Linked DNA regions of Mus musculus: all the other regions are linked to region 1. Evidence: chromatin contacts called from public HiChIP or PLAC-seq data. All regions are on one chromosome and are shown on one strand. Each heading gives the region's core, a stretch centred on a gene start, on an enhancer-like site or on the middle of the called end of the contact. The rest is flanking DNA. Distances are from core to core; before and after follow the strand shown.

Region 1 (3,121 bases), core at 383-2,882:
CCTTTCCTTCCAATAGCCCTAAGCAGCTTGCTTTTTTATTGTATCTGAAGATCTTTTCAGAGTATGTGTGGGCTGGTAGATCTTTGGGGTCATCCACAGCGTGACCATGCTCATCTTGTCTCAGGGTCTCATGTGTGTCATCGTCCATATTAGATGTGGTGCTGCAATGTGTGTCCCTATCCTTGTGGGAGCCATGGTTGGACAATTATCTAGAAGGGAAATAGCTGGGTCAAAGGTGTAGGTAGTTTGAAGTGTTACCAAACTGTTCTAAAAAAAATCCGGCCCTGTGCCAGCAGCTGCCTGCCGGCAAGCAGCTCTCTGCTCCAGTGCCCAGACCTTTCCCCAGTCTGATAAATGACAATGATACTTCATTGTTGGTCTTAATTTACAGGTTGGTTTTTTTGGGAGGAGGATGGGGTTTTTGTTTTGTTTTGCTTTGCTTTGCTTTTTGAAACAGGGTTTCCTGTAGCTCTGTCTCGTTTCAAACTCTATGTAGCTTAAAATGACTTTGAGCTTTTGATCCTCCTGCCTCAGCACCTTAATTCTCAGTCACTAGTTTTGTTGCTGTTGTTCACCTGGCTGCTTTGTTGATGTTTGTTTTTGTGTGGCAGGGTGTGACTGAATAGCACCGACCTTCCTGGAACCACGCTTTGTGTAGTCTAGGCTGGAATTGACTAAAATCCCCCTGCCTCTGCCTGCAGAGTGCTGAGATTAAAAAGTGTGTGCCACCACACCTAGCCCATTAACCTGCAGTTTTGAAGCTGTAGACAGTTCCTGGTTGGCTTTAATGTGAACTTGTGACCTTTTCACAGAGGACAATTGAAACTGAGGACTTAGGGTAACAGGCTCACTGGGGAGGATAAAGGAGTACTAGGAAAGGGACAGGTCCTGGGAGACCAGAGGCAGGGCAGAAGGTCCATGCCCACAGGGATCAGGGATGGGGTTCTAGGTGGGACTGTCCTGAGCAGCCAGTATCTGGAAGGTACCCTTCAGTGCTAGGTCAGCTCTTGGTTTGAAGTATACAAGATGAAGTCCCAGGTACAGTGATCCCATTTTCAAGTAGAAACCAGGCCAGATCATGGCCAGCTGGGTGAAAAAAGGGTTTAGGAGGAGGGCTAAAGTTGTCCATGGGACAAAGGGTCATGGGCGTGGAAACTCCTAAGGAATGTGGCTACTGGTTGGAACTAGCCCAGCCCCTCCCTGCTCAGTACTAGGCTCCAAACTTTTGTCAACTTCTTGCACCAAACTGAAGGCTACACAGTACAGTGCAATGTTTGAGTTAGGTTTTTTGTTTGGTTGGTTTTTTAGTGTTGTGGGCTGTTTTTAGTGCATCCTTATGGCACAAGACTCTAATTCCAGCTCGTGGTAGGCAGAGAAAAGAGGAGCATCATGAATTACAGACCAGCCTGGGTCATTTCTTAAGTCCTGCTTACATAGCCCACCCGCTGTGGAGATTCTGACTGTAACAGTGACCACACTGTGTACTACCAGGCTTCTCTAATCTGGAGATCCAGAGGAAAAAGGAAAAAGAACAGCTCACCCTTGTCTGATGGCCTGACAGTAGAGCCTCCCTGTCCTAGACTCAGCTTGAATGGCCAGCCCTTTACCTCAGGCCTCACCAGGAGAACACTCGTACAGGGGAGGGGTGGGAGGACAGGCAGGAAGTGGCTAATGGGCTAGGCCTGGACACACCTACTCTGGCTCCTCCCTGGCTCTGTAGATCTAATGAGCTTCTGTTTCTAGGGAAGCTAGAAAATGATTTTTTTTTTCTTCAAAATGTTCACTTTGAGAACAAAAACCAAACTGTTTGTTGATTGAAACAGGGTTTCCCTGTGTAACCCTGACTATCTGTCCTGGAACTCACTCTGTAGACCAGGCTGGCCTGGAACTCAAATCCACTTACCTCTGCCTTCCTAGTGCTGGGATCAAAGGCATGCACTGCCACTCCCTGGCTACAAAACAATTCTTGTAAGGACTGGAGGACATACCTTTGTGGGTAAAAGTGCTTGCAGCTCAAGGCTAAGGACTGGAGTTCAGATCCCAGCACCCACATAGGCCGAGTGTGGCAACATGCACCTGTCATGGTGGATTTGGGGGATGCTGGCAAGTTTAGCTGAGACAGCATGTTCCAGATTCTGTGAGAGACCTTAACATTAGGAAACAGCCCGCTATGATGGTGCATGCCTTCAATCTCAGCACTAGGGATGCAGGGTGGGTAGAGCTGTCTATGGTTCAAGGCCAGACACAATAGAGTAACCATGTATCAAAAGATGAAGGTGCTGTAATCCCAGCACTCGGGACACAGGTAGATTTCTGAAGCAGAAACTTGTCAATTGGATGGTGTTTTGTTGGGACACACATGAAGGAACGTTTAGCTGAAGTGGACACAGGTGAAAGACTAAGGAATGTTTGGCTGAAGCAGGCATAGATAAAAAGGTGTTTTGTTAAAGCAAGCACATGAAAGGACGTGTGGTGAAAGATTTTTTTTATTAAGGACACACATGTATTGGTCTGTCTTATATTGTGTAGTTGAGCTGTATTTATCGGGACTCAATAGAAAGAAATACAGCAAAAAACAAAAACAAAAAAACTTCTGGTGGTGTGCCACAGTTTCTTGTCCCTTGAGTGGACTTGGGGTGATTGACAGAGTGATGTCAGCTGTGACAGACCCACATGCTGAGACAAGACCTGTAGAAGACACATGTTTAGACAGTATAAATAGGACTCAACGGACAATGACCAAGGCTGAGCTTGGCTTGCTTATAGAACTAGCTGTGTACTGCCTGTGGGTCTCATGTCTTCGTTGGTCTTCGCTTCCCTGAGAGAGTCACAGCCTAACCCTGAGAACTCCTCCTGGTATTCCTCCAGGTCCCTCCTGCTGACTTGAGCTAAGGCTGATGCCTGTCTGTTCCTATTAGGCCGTGACACTGCTGCTACTACCCTGATATTTCTGTTTGTAACTGGTGTTTCTCAATGGATGGAGCTGCCTCTGCTAACCTATAAAGTGAACTGCCAATTTCCAGACAACACAGACAGGACTTAATCCAGAGAATCATTTCTAAACAGGTCCACTTTCCCTGTATCCTTTCTTTTCCACTACCTCTGGTGGATGGTGGGCTAA
Region 2 (3,121 bases), core at 300-2,799, 190 kb before region 1:
TCCCAGCATTTGGGAGGCAGAGGCAGGTGAGTCTCAGAGTTTGATGCCAACCTGGTCTACAGAGTGAGTTCCAGGATAGCCTGGGCTACACAGAGAAACCTTATCTCACAAAACAGCAACAACAACAAAAACCACTCGAGCTGAGACCTGAAAATGAAGCCCCGAGCTAAAGACGCTGCCTGGTGAGCTGGAGAGATGGCCCAGTGGAGAAGACCCTGCCTGATGACAGTGGCCTCCAGAGTCACAACCACAGTGCATCTGATGCTACCGCCCAGCACCCAGATGCACAGAGTCTGTGCCTCTTCAATCAAAATAAATGCACTGGGGTTTGGGTCATCACCTCCTCCTGGAGCCCTGGAGCCCTTAGGCACAGCCCATAGGGCCCTGTGTGTCTATGATCTCTGAAACTTGAGGCATGGTGCCCCAAACAGTCAAAAGTGTCGATGCACGAAGACCACATCAAGGTCAGCCCTGCAGAGGTGGCAGCACTCCAGTCCATGTGCCCCTGGTGTGGCCACGGGCATCCTAGGAAGGAGACTAGGTCTAGGTCTTTGACTGTTCTTACTTCCCTGTAAAGTCTGTCTTTCCATGAACTTCTCCCCTGGGGGCTAGGTGCTGATTTCTTTACTGCCCACCTGACCCAGCTCCCCTCGTATTTCTCTCCAATATTCTCAGGCTGCACAGTTCCATACCTGCTGTCCCTGTGTTACCACAGGTGACCTGTCCCTCCCCAACCCTTTGTTCCTAAAATCTTCCAACTTTGACCTTCCTTTACCTGAGTCCCTCTCCCATGTGCCCTCAAGTACCCCGCATGGCACCCCTGTCTACACCATAGCATTCCAAACCCACCTACAGGGGGAGCATCTTCCCCCTTAGAGTAGGACCCCGGAGGAACTGCTTTGAGTCCCTATGTGACACTGTACACACACACACACACAAACTCACCCCTCAGTGTGACACACTGGCTCTGGTACCAGCAATAAAACTCATGGTTGACAAGAGTCCTAGCTCTCCCCCAACCTGGGAACCAGACACAGGGCCCTCGGTTTTGTCCCAGAAGGCAGATTGCTATTGAAGGGGCTCCTAGCCGCCCTTTGGCCTAGCAGATCTGGCTCAATCATGCTTCTAAGGAAGGATCACCCAGGCCGCCAAGGCAACCACAGCCAAGGCTACTGGGTATGCTGTGTCAGGCTGAAACCCCAGTGTGTCCAGACAACAGGTGAGACCACAGACCTGAACACATCCCAGCAGAAAATGACACAAAAGACCAGAGGAAACTTCAACTCCCTCCCGGCCTCTAAACCTTTAAGTCCCTCTAATTTTTCTTCCAGGTTACAGGACTAGTTCTTATTTCTTCTTCCTCTTGACGTCTCCTGTGGAGACTCTTGGTTAAAGATGATAAAGATGTGGGCCAGCCAACCAGCCAGGGAGGACAGTTGGGGTCAGGTGGCTTCCTCCACCTGGCTTGTTGTGTTCCCTGCCCACCAAGCTCCACCTTCATCTTCAGGAAGCCCTCCCTCGGAGCTTCACCACCAATCGCATTGAACTGCCACACCCCTGTTTCTTCCTCTCAGGGTTTTTGGTGTGAACTTTCACAGTGCTCAGTAATGTGTTGTAGCCAGAGTGGCTGATTTGGCTCAGATCACCTGGATTTGGGCGTCATGACTCAGCAGGCAGTGCTGGCTTTGCTGCTTACACTGGCCGGAATCCTGCCTGGCCCCCTGGATGCCCAAGGTAAGCATCCCTGTAGCAGGGCTCCCAGAGAGCATCTCACACACCCACCTGGGGAAGGGTTGGCCCTGACTTGACTTCCCCAAGTCTTAGTCTTAGACCTGGAATAGTCCCAGCTCCGTGGAAAAGCAGAGACTTGAAAGCTTTAGTTTACAGGACTAACATCTACCCTTGGTGCTTGTGAGAACTGTGTTCTTCAGTTCCCTTTCAGAGCAGCTGTCTGTGGGAAGTCTTGTGGTAAGGTGTAAAAGATCTACAATAAGATTATGGGAGGCTCAGGCTCCCAGGCACAATTCTTGTGCAAAACCAGCATAGTGTTCATTCTGTGAGATGCTGAGGTTTGTACTCAGTCTTGCCTACAGGAAAGTGGGTGGTGTGGGTGCCAGGCACGGCAAACGGGGCTGGAATCTGAAAGAGTGAGTATCCCATGAACAAGTCAACATGTGCCCCTTGCGCAGAGCCACAGGCTCTGGATGCCTAGAAATGATGGGGGGAAGGAGGGTGATGAAGAAACCAGCATCGGAAAGAGTAGGCAAAGAGGAGATAGGACTATGGCTGTCTGGGAGTGACTGACTCACTTAAAAGAGAAAGAAAGAGTACAGCCAGGGTGGGGAGTAGTCAAAAGGGAAGTCCTTGTGTTGAGATGCAACAAAGTTGCCAAGTTCCTATAGCATTTCTGCAGAGAGGGGTGTGATGGAGGAGGCATCTCACAGGAATACAAAATGGGAGAAAGAAACCTGGAGGTGTAGAGAGTGCAGCCCCTGTGCACAGCAAAATGAGACAGCATGTGTGAGCATGCGGGTGCGGGTGCTGTGAGAGATGCTCAAGAGTGTGCAAGGACATACATGAATGTAGGATCTGTGGAGCCTCTGAGATACGTGTTAGCGTGTTTGAGTCACCGTGTGCTGTGCGCCAGCTTGGTGCTAACTGGCTGGTTCTTCACAGACGTACACCAGTCCCCCCGACTCACGATTGCCTCTGAGGGGGATTCTGTCAACATCACCTGCTCTACAAGAGGGCACCTGGAAGGGATCTTAATGAAGAAGATCTGGCCTCAGGCTTACAATGTGATTTACTTTGAAGACCGGCAGGAGCCCACAGTAGACAGGACCTTCTCAGGCCGAATTAATTTCTCTGGTTCCCAGAAGAACCTGACCATCACCATAAGCTCCCTCCAGCTGGCAGACACTGGAGACTACACCTGCGAGGCTGTCAGGAAAGTCAGTGCCCGTGGCTTGTTCACCACGGTTGTGGTGAAAGGTAAGGATGTGCCCATCTGACTGTTGGCCAGGCCAGGAGCCCACTGGCTGCTAGAGACCTTCTTTGCACTTGTTGGAGCTGTCTGCTCAGAGCCCATTTCTTCCTGGAAACCTCCTAATGGTGCCCACAC
Region 3 (3,121 bases), core at 197-2,696, 140 kb after region 1:
TCAGAGTGAACACCTTCTAAGGTTCTTGCTTCGGGCATCAGAGAAAGCAGGATTCAGGGAGGGTCCTGCTGGCCTCACTCACCTGTTGGTTCTTCAGCTCCAAAGTGCACAAGCGCAGCAGGGAAGAGGTTTGCCTACAAGGAGGGCAGGAAGCAGGGAGGCTCAGAGGGCCAGACAGGCAGGCAGTGTTCAGCAGGTTCCGGTCTCCCAGAGGCAAGTCTACCCTTTCCTCTAGCACTCCACCCATCATGGACCACAGCAGAGCACCAGTTGGGAACCCCACTTCTCATGTGAGAACTGTGTCCTTCAGTCCCACTGCCCAGCTATAGCACCAGCAAACTGTCAATGTCAGTTTATGACTGAGGAGACATAAGGCTGTTGTGGGCAGGGGTGTCTGGGTCTCCCAGACTGATACTGTCTAGGGACAGAAGTGGGAGAGAGACCTGTCCCATGGACACACAACCCCTCCCTCTGCTTATGCAAGCAAGCAAACAAACAAACAAACAACCCACCCACAGTGAGGGGGCTGTGGGTAGAAGTGTCTCTAAGGTTAGGAATTTAAGCAGAGCCACTTGCAGACAGGAGTGTCCTAGGAGAACAGGCCCGGGCACGCGGCAAAGGGGCCGGCTCTCAGAATCAAGCTGCTTTAGAGATGCCATGAGCGAGAGATGCTTCCTTGTGAGATACACCAGTGCAGGCAGAGTTGTTAACACTAAGAAGGAAGCCAGAGCCAGGACCAGCCCAAGCTCCTCCTGTCCCCCCCAGACAAGGATAGCCAGTGCTTTGAAAACACACCTGAATGCCTGGGATCAAAGGCTCCTAAGCCACACCTACCCAAAACCACACCAGCCCCAAATCTGCGGGTGCTCTGCTGTCCTGCGGCCCACCTAGCCAAAGAGAGCAGAGGGTGTGGGGTTTTGTGCAGGGACTGGTCCTACTTTCTTGGGCAAGGTATGGGGTGGGAGCATGAAGCAGACAAGGTTGCTTCTCCTCTGATGCCACTGGACACAAGGCTTTGAGGCTCCCTTACAGCCCAGGGTTGTAGAGGTCAGAGAGGCCCGAGCATCACACATCTGAATGTTTTTCTTTTTCAGAGGTTGTGCCCAAGGGAGCTGGGGGCTGGGGCTGGGGCTGGGGCTGGGGCTAGGGCTGGGGCTGGGGCTGGGGCTGGGGCTGGGGCTCGCTGACGTGGCCAAAAGCTGAGGGCAGCCAGGAGTCTGGCAGGACCTAGGAAGGGGCTGCAGCTGCAGGCTGAGGGCATTCTTTCCGTGCGGCTCCAGGCTCCTGTGAGTGCCACAGGCTGGAGGGGTGGGCGGGGTGGGTGGGGTTGGGGGGGATGTTAAAAGATTAATAAGAGCAAGCTTCAAAGGCCAGGCCTAGGAACGCTGAAACCTCAGCCTCCAGCCGGCAACAGAGGGACACAAACAAGGGCGGTGAATGCTTTGAAACGCAATTGTGAGGTCTGCGATCAAAGCAGCATGGGAAGAGGCCTGTGGGGTGGGCGGGGGCTGCTCTAGTGCCCCTGGGAGGGTGCCTGTGGGGTGGGCGGGGGCTGCTCTAGTGCCCCTGGGAGGGCGCCTGTAGGGTGGGGGTGGGGCTGCCCCAGTTCCCCTGGGAGGGTGCCTGTGGGGTGGGCGGGGGAGGGGGGCTGCCCCAGTGCCCCTGGGAGGAGGCCAGAAGGCAGCCAGGGATCCAAGCAAGGACATGGGAGGACAGTACTAGGGCCTTCCTTGGCCCATAATGGCTCACCTCCCACCATAATGGCTTACTTAGCCTTTCGAGTAGCCAGAGCCACCTTCTATACTCCTGCCGGCAACTGGGTGGTGTTCATATGTAGCCTGTGGCACACTCTTTCTAGCACCTCTGGGAGCCTGGCTGGCATGCCCACAAGGTCTTGTCTGTTGTCTACCACCACCAGTCAAGGGGGCTACCTTGGGAAGTGACTGAGAGGCAGCTGCCATGTGGCAGCTCCAAGGCTAGACCCTTCCTTACCAAGCAGTGCCTGGGGAGCTCAGATGAGGTCAGGGAGAACCCAGAACACCATGAGAGGCAAGGCCAGCTGTGGGTTGTGTCCCCAGCCCCAGATGGAGGAGAGTTGAGGGCAGGGGATTGCTAACATCAAGGTTAATCAGTTTTCAGAGGAGGCTGTACCTTAATATGAACCTAAGCATGAGCTTCTCTCTTGCATCTCCCTCTCCAATTGTGGAGCCCCTATTGCTCAGTCACCTGGGACAGTAAGAGCTTCTGCCCTCTTCAGCAGCAATGGCACAGCCCAGCAATGGTGTTCAACTCCCAAAGGCAAGGCTGCCTGCCACCTTCTAGGACCAAACGATCTTCTAAGAGTCCAAGGCTGCCTTTTGTGGGCCTTTGAATTCTTTGAAGCTGCCTGCCTGCTCTAAGCAAATACCAGGCATTGCCAGGACCAAGCCTGTCCAAGGGAGAGCGAGCTACACTCCATCGGCAGGGGACAGGGAAGTCCCCTTTCCCTCCAGGCTGAGCCGCACCTGACTCAGCTGGATATGAGGCACACTCTGCCATTGTTCTGTTCTGTCATCAGCAGAGTCCAGGGCCTACCTCACTCCTTACCTCTTTCTCTCAACTTGAAGATAAGATACCCTGAGCTTGGGGCAGGAAGTCAGGAAAGTACGGGGAAGGAATCCTCTTCTACAAAGGGGTCTTCTAGGCACCTAGGACCAGCTTGTCCTCGGGAACTCAGCCTTCATTCAGTGCCTGACAGAAGCTGAAACCCTTGCCCACTTGCTTGAGGTCCCAATGGAACAAGGAAAGGTGCACAGAAGACCACGCCAATCAATAAATGAGATTCTACCCTCTGCTTACTGCACAGCCCCCCACTGGGCCACCCTGCCCCACACGGGAGCTGACACCGGCTGGGATGCCGGGCTGGAACCCACTCTCCCTACCCCTACCACAGACAAACAGAAAAAGCAGTGAACACACTTGACCGCCTGACCACCAGGTTCAAGCTACACCCCTCCCCTTAGGCTCCCAGGACCACTTAGAGCCCAGGGGGAGGAATGAGGGTTGCAACTGATCAGCAATTCCCAGAATACACCTACGGGGCATGGAAGGCAAGACCTCGCCAAGCTTCAGAAAGCACAGC

The links. HiChIP or PLAC-seq counts read pairs in DNA pulled down with a chosen protein or histone mark.
Region 2: an H3K27ac HiChIP or PLAC-seq map of embryonic stem cells shows a contact between it and region 1, with 8 read pairs. The contact joins the promoter of Cd7 here to the enhancer-like site in region 1. A contact is called at or near these places in 3 of 39 promoter capture datasets (cranial neural crest and liver), 2 of 484 Hi-C or Micro-C datasets (bone marrow-derived macrophages and nephron progenitors), 6 of 115 datasets of contacts at active chromatin or transcription factors (embryonic stem cells, fibro-adipogenic progenitors and memory CD8 T cells) and 2 of 9 other capture datasets (adipose tissue and liver).
Region 3: an H3K27ac HiChIP or PLAC-seq map of embryonic stem cells shows a contact between it and region 1, with 7 read pairs. The contact joins two enhancer-like sites. A contact is called at or near these places in 2 of 39 promoter capture datasets (hippocampal neurons and macrophages), 2 of 115 datasets of contacts at active chromatin or transcription factors (embryonic stem cells and large pre-B cells) and 3 of 9 other capture datasets (adipose tissue, liver and pancreatic islet).

Annotation. Positions count from the first base shown.
Region 1 is chr11:120,849,367-120,852,487 of GRCm38.p6, reverse strand. The region is part of intron 18 of Ccdc57 (coiled-coil domain containing 57); the gene reads left to right. Among named protein-coding and RNA genes, the nearest start is that of Fasn, 26 kb to the right of the region's middle. Within about 2 kb of position 1,632, at least 126 of the 459 cell types and tissues checked have an H3K27ac peak or open chromatin away from gene starts, as enhancers often do. A contact at or near this core is called in adipose tissue, bone marrow-derived macrophages, embryonic stem cells and 1 more, where this site is marked.
Region 2 is chr11:121,037,906-121,041,026 of GRCm38.p6, reverse strand. It overlaps Cd7 (CD7 antigen), which reads left to right and starts at 1,549. Exons shown (of 4, transcript NM_009854.2): 1 at 1,549-1,734; 2 at 2,677-2,991. The coding sequence starts at 1,662. The region is part of intron 1 of Gm11775 (a long non-coding RNA gene); the gene reads right to left.
Region 3 is chr11:120,705,671-120,708,791 of GRCm38.p6, reverse strand. It overlaps Aspscr1 (alveolar soft part sarcoma chromosome region, candidate 1 (human)), which reads right to left. Exons shown (of 16, transcript NM_026877.2): 13 at 83-134. Among named protein-coding and RNA genes, the nearest start is that of Cenpx, 6.5 kb to the left of the region's middle. Within about 2 kb of position 1,446, at least 49 of the 459 cell types and tissues checked have an H3K27ac peak or open chromatin away from gene starts, as enhancers often do. A contact at or near this core is called in embryonic stem cells, where this site is marked.